Linked DNA regions of Triticum aestivum: region 1 is linked to region 2. Evidence: chromatin contacts called from public Hi-C data. All regions are on one chromosome and are shown on one strand. The core of a region is the stretch at or near the end of the contact, and the rest is flanking DNA. Distances in the headings are between cores, read along the strand shown.

Region 1 (5,257 bases), core at 2,671-5,170, 270 kb before region 2:
CCTAAAGCCCTTAGTTCTACCTTGTGACCCAGCGGGGAGTTATAAAGGGATGCCAAACCCTCAATTCTACCGTGTGCCCCAGCCAGGAGACATAGAGGGATGTGTTGAAAGACCCAAAATTGCGATTTCTGAACGCAAGATATTTTAATGACAAAATGACTAGGCGGTTATAATTTTACTATATTATTAAAGGATACAATGAGAGCGACAAAACCTTAGGTAGTTATGGCGATAGTCGTCATTTCGTTAAGGAGTTATAGGATGTCTGTTCCACGCCGGCACGACTGCAGCCACAGATACATGGGAGCCGTCAAGTTCCTATTTCACTAAAACCTTTGGGTAGGAGTTGTAAAAACATTTGTCGTCCCCTGACGCGAGTATGGTCCCTCGTCGATCCTCCTCTTGGTTGAGCTTACCGCGTTGTACAAGTCCGCCCCTTGTCGTCATCTTGTTGATGCTGCCCCCGAGGTAGCTAGGTTCCTTCAAGGATCCGCGGCCATGATTGGGACATGTGGTCCGAGAACCACTAGGAGTTTCTTCACATGATGGACCGTTGTCTCAAACTGTCACAATTGTGGTAGCCCAACACCACATCATACGTCATATTTAGATCACAACTTCTAAGACTCGCCAATCTTTCCAAGAACTTGATGTTGCCCATGATGATGGGAGGTATAATGTGACCTCGGGCTGATATGTTTTTTGTGGTATGCTTCCCTCAAGAAGCTTGATGGTTTGGATGATTGCGCTGAGTAAGACTCTATCTTCCCAAGTGTCTCTATTGGCAACAAATTGTAGTGGGCTTCAGTGGTTGGGAAGATCTTGTGCAACTTTGCAATTTCTATCGTCAGGGCGACTTAGTGTCTCTCAAGAACATCATCACTTGTGAAGCTCAGCTGCGCTTTCGTAGGTTGGGTTTTGCTCCAAAATAAGTTTCATGGTGTACTTCTCCGATCGCCTAGCGAAGTCGAACACAATCAGTGGTGTTATGGGAATGACTAGGTGATTATTTGCACCTTGTCTCTAGCACTTGTCTTGCCTTTCAACATGACATGCCGGTAACACATGTTGAAGTTGCCGTGCTCTATCGAGTCGAAGGAAGAGAACCCAAGATGCCTCCTTAATACTCATGATCCGATGCATTCCGACGATATACTCGCGCTTGCTTTCTTTTATTGGGATTCCGTTTCGAGCCATATCGGCGTTCTAAGGGCCTTAGTTTACCTTACACGTCGGTAGTTGGACAGTCATCCCCTTAAAGCGTACAAACTCGTTCTCGTCATCTTGCTTGTCCTCCCTTACTAAGGCTTGTATCCACTCACATGACTCTTTTATACAGCAACACTCGGTCATGCCATGATTCTTGGTCTGATGAAACTCATACCATACCTTGGAGGTGTTCAGCAACGAATCGCATTGATTTCAGTTGCTTGCTCATTGTTTATCCTGTAATAGTGCTCGACTTTGGATCACCGGATTTCGCGCATGGAGCTTGTCCTATCCCTCAATCGTGAAGTAGGATCCACAGATATCATCGGCAAGGGCACCTTTTCAAAGAGCTTCACCAATTTTATCCTGCTGGGTTTTGATCGAGCACTGGCGCTGGCATGGGCTGTGAATCCTCACTTTGGTCCTCGGGAATCATGATGGCAGTCGACAAGCTTCCATTGTGTCCATCGTCACTCTCATTGCTATTGGGTATAGCAGTAGACCATCGCATCCATATATACCTGACGTGCCATGGGGTCCAGTCCTACCATTGGCCCTTCAGGCTTTACCTTGTCCTGAGATTCCGCCACGCAATGGAAATCCTTCTTCGTATCACATCGTGCATGGACTTGTCCAACCCCATCATCTCACCGACATCCCGTCTATTGATGGTGTTGATGGACACCCAAGATGGATAGCCTAGCTCATCTCGACCATCTTCATCATATCGGGCAACCTCCATCAGATGTGGTCGTCGAGTACGCCTTACCACGGTAAGCCCCTGAGCTTTTCCTTCCAAAGAGCTCTAGACGAACAGCGATCGCACTAATGAAGAACATGGACAGATCCAATCTGATGTCAAGACAGCCCCATTGTCAACGCCAGCTGTCTGGTTTTTTTTCAAGCCATACCAACAGTATAGGACCTCATATGTGGATTTATAGTCATGGGAAACATCAAGTCACCAGGGATCTAGAACACAAGTCGAGAGGGGGCACAATATACCCAGGTTCGCGCCCCCTAGTCGCGCATAAAAGCCCTACTCCTGCCTTGCTCTTTCTTGTTCTATATAGTGGGAAGTACAGAACTGATTGCAATGGGGAGGGGGGTTCTTGTTGAGTTGGGAGAACTCAACAAGATCGAAGTGCCAATTTGGGCGTTAAGTGTCATAATAGTTAGGGCTTGATGGCTCTAGATTGCTAGTCCTTCCCGCGGTGTCCCTGGCGCCTTTATATAGCTCTGGTAAGGCGATCTTCATGTTAGTGCGTTCGTCGTGCTAGGGCAGAAGTTAGGACCACGTTGGTGCGCAGCCCGTTGATCACTTCCTACGTGTCCTGCATGGTACCACCTTGGTCGATGGCGCTCCACTTGGGCTCTCTGGCCCATACTTAGGCCAAGAGGGGTCCAATTGTGTGGTATTCACACTGTTGGGACTTTAGTAATTTCACTTACTATCCGCAGCCCTTTGGATTGTAGGAATGGGCCTATGAATTCCTATAGGAAACTTTCCTTTCTCTATATTTTGGAGGATTCTAAACATAAGTTCCAACCTCATGTTAAAATTTGTGTGAGAAGTGCAAGGCAAGATGAGTCTTTCACTCCCTCTACAATCAGCAAACGATTCCTACAAATTTCGTATATGGCATCCACACATCAACTTTGCGAAATTCCTGTGTTTTCCGTTTCTTCAAATCCACAAGATAGAAAACTCAATCCCTATGTTTTTCCTACTCCTATATTTTGGGATTCCTTCGTTCCAAAAGGCACCTAGGTTTCTCCTTACTATTTTGTATAGTTCATTGCTCTAAATTTCAAGGTAAAATAAAAATCATGTAGAGATAGTGCTTTGCCTATTTGGATAAAATTAATCCTGGTGGCAAACACAAGGAATGGGCAATCCACACTTGCGTGTGCTTTGCCCAACATGTTCCACCGTGCCAAGCCCTGACCCACAGACAAGTCTAGAATCCCCAAACATAAAATTAATAGTCTGTAACCAGAATCATCCTCTTGCTGAAGTGATATTTGCGCTCCCCCATTCTGTTTCATAGCTTATTCTTCACACAGATCATTGAAGAAAAGAACTCGCAAGTGACAACAACACTTGCAGTTAACGGGGTCCTCTGTGAGCATAATATGAAGCTCCGCAAAACTTTATTACTCACCTTAACCTTTCACCCCTCTACACATATGAGCAATGAAGTTTGCAAGTTCAAAGAGAAGAAACGTCAACTCTGTCTAAGAAATCCTTAGGCTGCAACAAACGATTTAGGTGACTAAGGTGAGTAAGACCGACCACATCACACGAAACACAAATGAATCGGGGAGGCAAAGAGACCATCCCCAGATTGTTGCAATAAACAAACTCGCGCCGGGTACAAAAGATAACATCCGATGGAAAGGAGAGGATAGATAAGGAGGGGGTTGGATGGGCCTGATGTTACCTGCCAGAGGCGCTTTAGGCGTTTCTTGGCGTTGTTCTTGCGGGTGGTGGTGAGCTTGATCCGCTTCCACAACAGCCCCGGGGAGTCGTTCCGCTTCACCACCTCCAGCGCTCTTGTCGCCCAGAACGCGGCCGCGCCGCCGGACAGCCCACCGCCCGCCATTGGTGATTCTGCCCCTCGCTCGCTTCTTCTTTTCTTTTTTGATTTGTTTGAGGGTTTCTTCTTCTTGGTCGACCCTTCGGCGGCGGAGGAGGTTTAGGGCAGGGTTTATTTCGGGCCTCTAGCTTTAGATGGGCGTCATGGGCCACATGTGCTTTTTTTTTTTTGCGGGAATGGGCCACATTTGCTAGCTGGTAGTAACTAATCAGTCATTTTCTTTATAATTCCTTTGGCAAATACTCCCTCTGTACCGTTTTATTTGTCGCTGGGCAATCGCAGTGCAAATTTTCTAACGCTATAAAATTTTCTTACTTTCCAGATTTACCCTTCCACCTTATCCGCTCCTCGCTCGCACCGCTCGCTCGTTCTCCGTCGCTGCAGCACTCACTCGCTCGCCCCTTCCCTCGTCGCCTCTCCCTCTCCTCTCCGTGACCGGCCACTCCCTTCCCTCGTCGCCGCCTTCCCCCTCTCCTCGTCGCCGCCTTCCCCCTCTCCTCGTCGCCGGCCTCTTCCTCTTCCCGTCGCCGGCCTCTTCCACCGCCCCTTTCTCCCCACCACCCCGCCTTCACTCACACACCCCGTAGGTTTAAAAAATTGATTCTTTTTGCGTCGGCGACGAGCTTCTCTGCGACGGAGGCGTGGATGTGTAGGGGCGCCAAAGCTGGATATGGGCTACGGGGGCGTGGATGTGGATGTGGAGCGGCGGCGGAGCGGCGCCGGAGCAGTGGAACAGCGGAGCGGCGCGGGAGGCCGAGGCGGGTAGGCGCCACCGGTGGCGGGACAAGCAGCTGGAGCAGGAGGGCGACGCCTACGACCGCTGCAGCGAGGTCTGCGCACTCAGTCTCTGAGTCCCTGCTGCGGCGAGTTCTACGTACGCCAAGACCTTCTACGGTGAGCCCCTTACTTACTCGGTACAGAGGGAGTACATGTGATCTGGATAATGAAAATCATTCTCATATATAGATTAGGAGGAGATGGGACTGATGTAAGAGTGTGTTTGTTTAGACCTGTATACTTACAAGGAGGTTGATTTCAGAATTCATATGTTTATTGTAAGAAGCACATTCTCATGTATAGATATAGGAGGATATGGGTCGATTTCGGAATTTCTTATGTTTATTGTAAGAAGCACATTCTTAGATTTATGGTTAGATTCTCAGTTATAAAGAAATTTACATCTTATAGTAAATGATATTTGTTCAGTTGATAACCAGATTCAAGGAAAATTAGTACAAGTTTTCTTTTAATGTACTTTTATTGATCCTTTGCTGGTAGTCTGCACCCACTGCCTCAATACTATTAGTACAGATTGATTGGTTAATTTATACAAGGAATGAATGTCTTTGCACAGTGCTGATGTTATTCGATTGATTTGCTACATGTGGGAGTCATGCCATATTTTTCATTCAAAAATGTATTTAGTAGTTCTAGAAATTGAGACAAAG
Region 2 (4,709 bases), core at 2,056-4,555:
GAGAGACACCAAGGAAGACTACTATATATCGATGGTGCATGTAGGCGGGAATTAAATGAAGGGATGGTCTTATTGGTTTCGGGGATATAGCAGAAGAGTGAGAGGGGGGTAGCTACAAGGAGATTGTTAAGTGTGAGTGTGTGTTTTACCCATCCAGGCGGAAGTTATGTGCACACAAGAAGAGAACGATTCGATGTGGCGTTAGGGTTAAGGGTAATTAACTACGTATGGAAACATAGAGACCTTCAACGTGCATGTGTGAGAGGTATACATGTATACGTGGGATGTGTGTGTGTGCGCGCGCGCATGATCGAGATAAAAGAAAGAAGACATAAGTCATAAGCTAAGATCAACGACATGGGAGAGACGGATCGGTATGACAATATGCATGCATGCGAGAATGCAGGGAAGAAGGCCCGACAATTGAGCATGTGTTTTTGTCTTTAAGAGATAGTGGCGTGGGCTAGAGAATGATGCCCGCCACCGAATCAACCGCCCGCCTTGTTTCGGCACCCGCATTCGTGACGAGCCCTTCCCCAAAGGGTTCTCGCTCCCACAAGACACGCCCAAGTACAACGGCTCCATGAAGCCAGAAGATTGGCTGGTCGACTACTCCACAGCCGTCAACATAGCAAACGACAACAAGTGCGTTGTCGTGAAGTACGTTCCGCTCATGCTACAGGGCACGGCCCGGACATGGCTGAACAGCCTGAAGCCCCGCAGCATTAACAGCTGGGTAGATTTCACTGAAGTCTTCATCCGCAAATTCACCAGCACCTACAAGCAGCCGCCCAAGCCCCGCCAGCTCTTGCTGTGCGTTGAAGGCCCGTATGAGTCCACCCGCGACTACTTGACACGGTGGGCCGAACTGCGCAACTCTTGCGAAGTGGTGCATGAGGTCCAAGCAATCGAGTACTTCACCGCCGGGTGCCGAGAGGGCACCCTCCTCAAGCACTGACTCCTCTGCGACGAGCCTACTACACTCGACGAGCTGCTGATCATAGCAGACAAGTACGCCACTGCCGACTCCTCCATGAAGTCGGAGCCCCGAGTGGACGCTTCCGGGAAGGTACTTCCTCCGGCTCCCCAGACACCGGCTGGTGACGACAATCGGCGCCAACAGCCGAACGACAACAAGCGCAAGGCCCTGCAGCCAGCTTCCACCAGCCGGCAGGTGGCAACAGTTGAAGACCAACAACCTGAAGGACAACCCGGCCCCAAGCGTCAGAAGGGCGGCAAGCCAGCTTGGTTGCCTGCTTTCTCCTTTGAGCAGACCCTCGATGCTCCCTGCAAGTTCCACAGCGGCGCGAAGCCGTCCAACCATACAACCCAGAAATGCCACTGGCTCGTCCGCATTGCCAAGGGTGAAGGATTGCCTCCTCTGCCTGCTGGCCTCCCGGCTCCGCCTCCCCAGCAGCTGACAGCCCGCCCAGCAGTCGGCGCGATCCAAGATGACTTCCCTAAAGAACATGGTGCTTACGTCGTCTTCACCAGTGTGGCCAACGACAGACACAGCCGACGTCAACAGCACTGCAAAGTGAACGCCATTGCCTCAACGGCCCCAGAGTTCATGCACTGGTCTAAGAAGCTTATCAGCTAGAGCCGTGCAGACCACCCGGAAGTGATGCCTTCTCCGGGTTCCTATGCGTTGGTGTTGGATGCCACCCTTGCAACGGAGAGGCGAGCTGCTCGCTTCTCCCGAATTCTGATACATGGCGGTAGCAGCATCAACATCCTTTACCGCGATACCATGGATAAGTTGAGAATCAAAGAGAAGCAACTCCAGCCCAGACGGGGCGTGGCTACAGTACAGACTGCCACCTCCGAATCCAGGGCGGAGCATGGCCACAGTGCAGCATACTGGGCGGACATCCCTCACCCGGCGCGGCACTGTTGCCACACAGCCCATGACATCACCCATGGCAGAGGAGGCCATGCTCCCACTACGAGCTGTCGGTATGGCTCACAAGCGGCAGGCCCTATCTGTCTGTGAGACGCCAGAAGACGGCATGCCCTGACCAATCGACATAGGGGATGCTGACTCCCAGCAGGCGGCCCTGCCCCTCCCTCGGAGTCTATGCGCCATTAATCAGAAGAGACGGGGAGTGGCTACAGTGAACGCCCACCAGGCGGCGGCACTGTAGCCATGCTCTCCCCGACAAAGCTTGCATCATCAGTGGCGCGGCCACAGTACTTAGCAGCCGACAGGACCCGCAAGCGGCGGGCACGGCCTGTCGGTGAAGTATGAGACAGCCAACGGGACCCACCAGGTGGCGGGCCCCAGCGGCCGACGGAGAAGCCGGCGTCCATAAACACTGACGGTCGAGTCCTACACCCGGCCGGATTACCATTGTACCCCTAGGAGGTAGGACTATATAAACCCCCCAAGGCACCCATGCAAAGGGTTCAGCCTCTTAGAAACCACACACACACATAGAGAGAGTGAAGCTAGGGCTAGCCTTGTTCTTCTTCCTCCTTTAGAGAAACAGCTCAAGGAGCAAGCTTGTAGCCATCATTGTTGGTTTAGTGATCATGCAGAGATCCCGCAGAACAGGACTAGGGGTGTTATCTCTTAGGAGAGCCCCGAACCTGGATAAGATGCGTCGGCGTACATGTCTACGCCTTATCCCGTTTCCAGGCACCGGCGATGTCTTACTCTCCCCACCATGATAAGCCATCCTTTGGCATATGTCGCACGACACCCCCGACAACTTCCTTTAGATTACTACACTTTATAGTGACCTAAACGCGGACGCGGATTTGGTGAACATGGGTGCGCGCGCACCCTTTATGAATAGTAAATTCAAAAAAATGCTTGAAAAAATCAAAAAAATCTGAACTTATTTTTGTAATATACATAGTCAACCGGTATACTCGCATATGAAGTTTCACGAAGAAATCACATCCGTGGTAATCTGGGCAAAAATGACAAAATCGAAGCTAATCAAAGCTATATTAAAAAACACTGTTTAATGAACAGTATGATCGCATTTGTATTTTCTTCACTAAAGATAACATGGGTGTCAATACATCATGAAACTTCACACGTGAGTAGAATGATCGACTAAGTTTCATACCGCGAAATTTCAATTTTTTTTATTTTATCTAGTATTTTTTTATGAATTTACTATTCACGTGGGTGCGCGCGCACCATGTTCATCTTTGTATTTTCGCCTAAACGCTCTTATATTTCTTTACGGAGGGAGTACTAATTTTTTTAGAAAAACGGGTCGAGCCGTTGGTACATGGTAATGGGTCTTTCCTACAGAAAAAAAAAGTGGTAACGGGTTATGAACCCGATCCTAATTCTCCTGGACCCTACCCATGAACTGTGATGCCGTGACCGCGTCTCCTCCCGCAGTCCACCTTCCCCTCTCCCTCTTCCTTCCTCTCCCGCCGCCGGCGAAACCTTGATCGCGAGGGGTATACGCGGGGAGAGAAAGATGGGGAACGTGTTCGTGAAGAAGCCTAAGATCACGGAGGTCGACAAGGCCATCCTCGCCCTCAAGACGCAGCGCCGCAAGCTCGCGCAGTTCCAGCAGCAGGTCCCCTGCTCCCGCCCTGCCCGATCCGATCATCTGTTTCCCACCCCCGTCCTACTATACCATCTAATCGTTGTAGTTTGTAATCGTGATCATTGAGATTCGATTCTGGTAGTTTATCGATCTCCAATTTTGCCCCCCTGGGCTAGGTAATACCAGGTTTGGTGCCAATACCGCTCATTACGTGAGTGTGGGCGCAGTTGGGATTAGGTTTTTGCATAACGTTGTGTCTATAACTGAATGGGTACGAGCTTTTTCCACCTTGTTAGTTTTTGTCAGGAGGGCCCAGTTCTGGTGTGGTTTGTTGTTTGCCATTTTGGGTTGACAGTAGTGATCCAGATTTAGAATGTCTGGCAGTGTCATCAGGACAGGAGTATAGGTTTTGGATCGGATTATAATGTATTAAGGTGAACGTCAGTGACAACTGCACATTCATGTTATCAAATGAGATATTACTTTCCAGAGCATACTGCAAAAACCAGACTGGCTTCTAGTGCATGCTTTGGTGCGCTGCCGTTATCTCGGTCTATCAGCGCTAGCGGTATGGGAGTCGTTTGCTAGTGCAAACCAGCAAACTATCTGATTTCTGTACTAGCATGTTGTGCGAATAAATTATTTCGCCATCAGCTTTCAATACCTTTAGGTGGGTATAACTTGTCGTGTTATGATAAACTGTTCAAATATTCTAACTGAACTAATGATCGTGTCTTGCGTTAAATCACTGGAATGATGTTTCTACTTACAATTAAGATGGTACTGATTCTGTTTATGTATGGTTTACTTTTCTTTCTTACAGCTTGAGAAGGTGATCGAAGCAGAAAAGGAAGCTGCACGCCAGTTGGTTCAACAAAAGAAGAGAGACAGAGCTTTGATTGCACTGAAGAAGAAGAAATCCCAGGAAGAGCTCCTGAAACAAGTTGATACATGGCAAATGAATGTCGAACAGCAGGTTAGTAGTTTATTGGATAGATTCTGGCTCCTAATGAATTGCATGTTCATGACTGAAGGTCTGTTATTCTGCTTTACATAATTGAATCTGACCAGCATTAAGTCTCTTTAGTTTTGATCTATAGCTTGACAGTCTGTTTTCTGTTCTCTTGTTGAAGCTGGCAGATATTGAACTAGCAAGCAAGCAAAAAGCTGTATTGGAAAGCCTAAAGACTGGAA

The links. A called contact is a pair of places that touch in the nucleus more often than the background predicts.
Region 1: a contact with region 2 is called in a Hi-C map of leaf, with 2.7 times the contacts expected there. The contact joins the promoter of LOC123144703 here to the promoter of LOC123144702 in region 2. A contact is called at or near these places in 2 of 5 Hi-C or Micro-C datasets (both in leaf).

The regions. Positions count from the first base shown.
Region 1 is chr6D:290,085,441-290,090,697 of IWGSC CS RefSeq v2.1, reverse strand. LOC123144703 reads right to left here and starts at 3,920. Exons shown (of 2, transcript XM_044563915.1): 1 at 3,654-3,920. The coding sequence starts at 3,815. LOC123144704 (a long non-coding RNA gene) reads left to right here and starts at 4,076. Exons shown (of 2, transcript XR_006471858.1): 1 at 4,076-5,257.
Region 2 is chr6D:289,819,864-289,824,572 of IWGSC CS RefSeq v2.1, reverse strand. It overlaps LOC123144702 (vacuolar protein sorting-associated protein 20 homolog 2), which reads left to right and starts at 3,305. Exons shown (of 6, transcript XM_044563914.1): 1 at 3,305-3,545; 2 at 4,339-4,491; 3 at 4,649-4,709. The coding sequence starts at 3,444.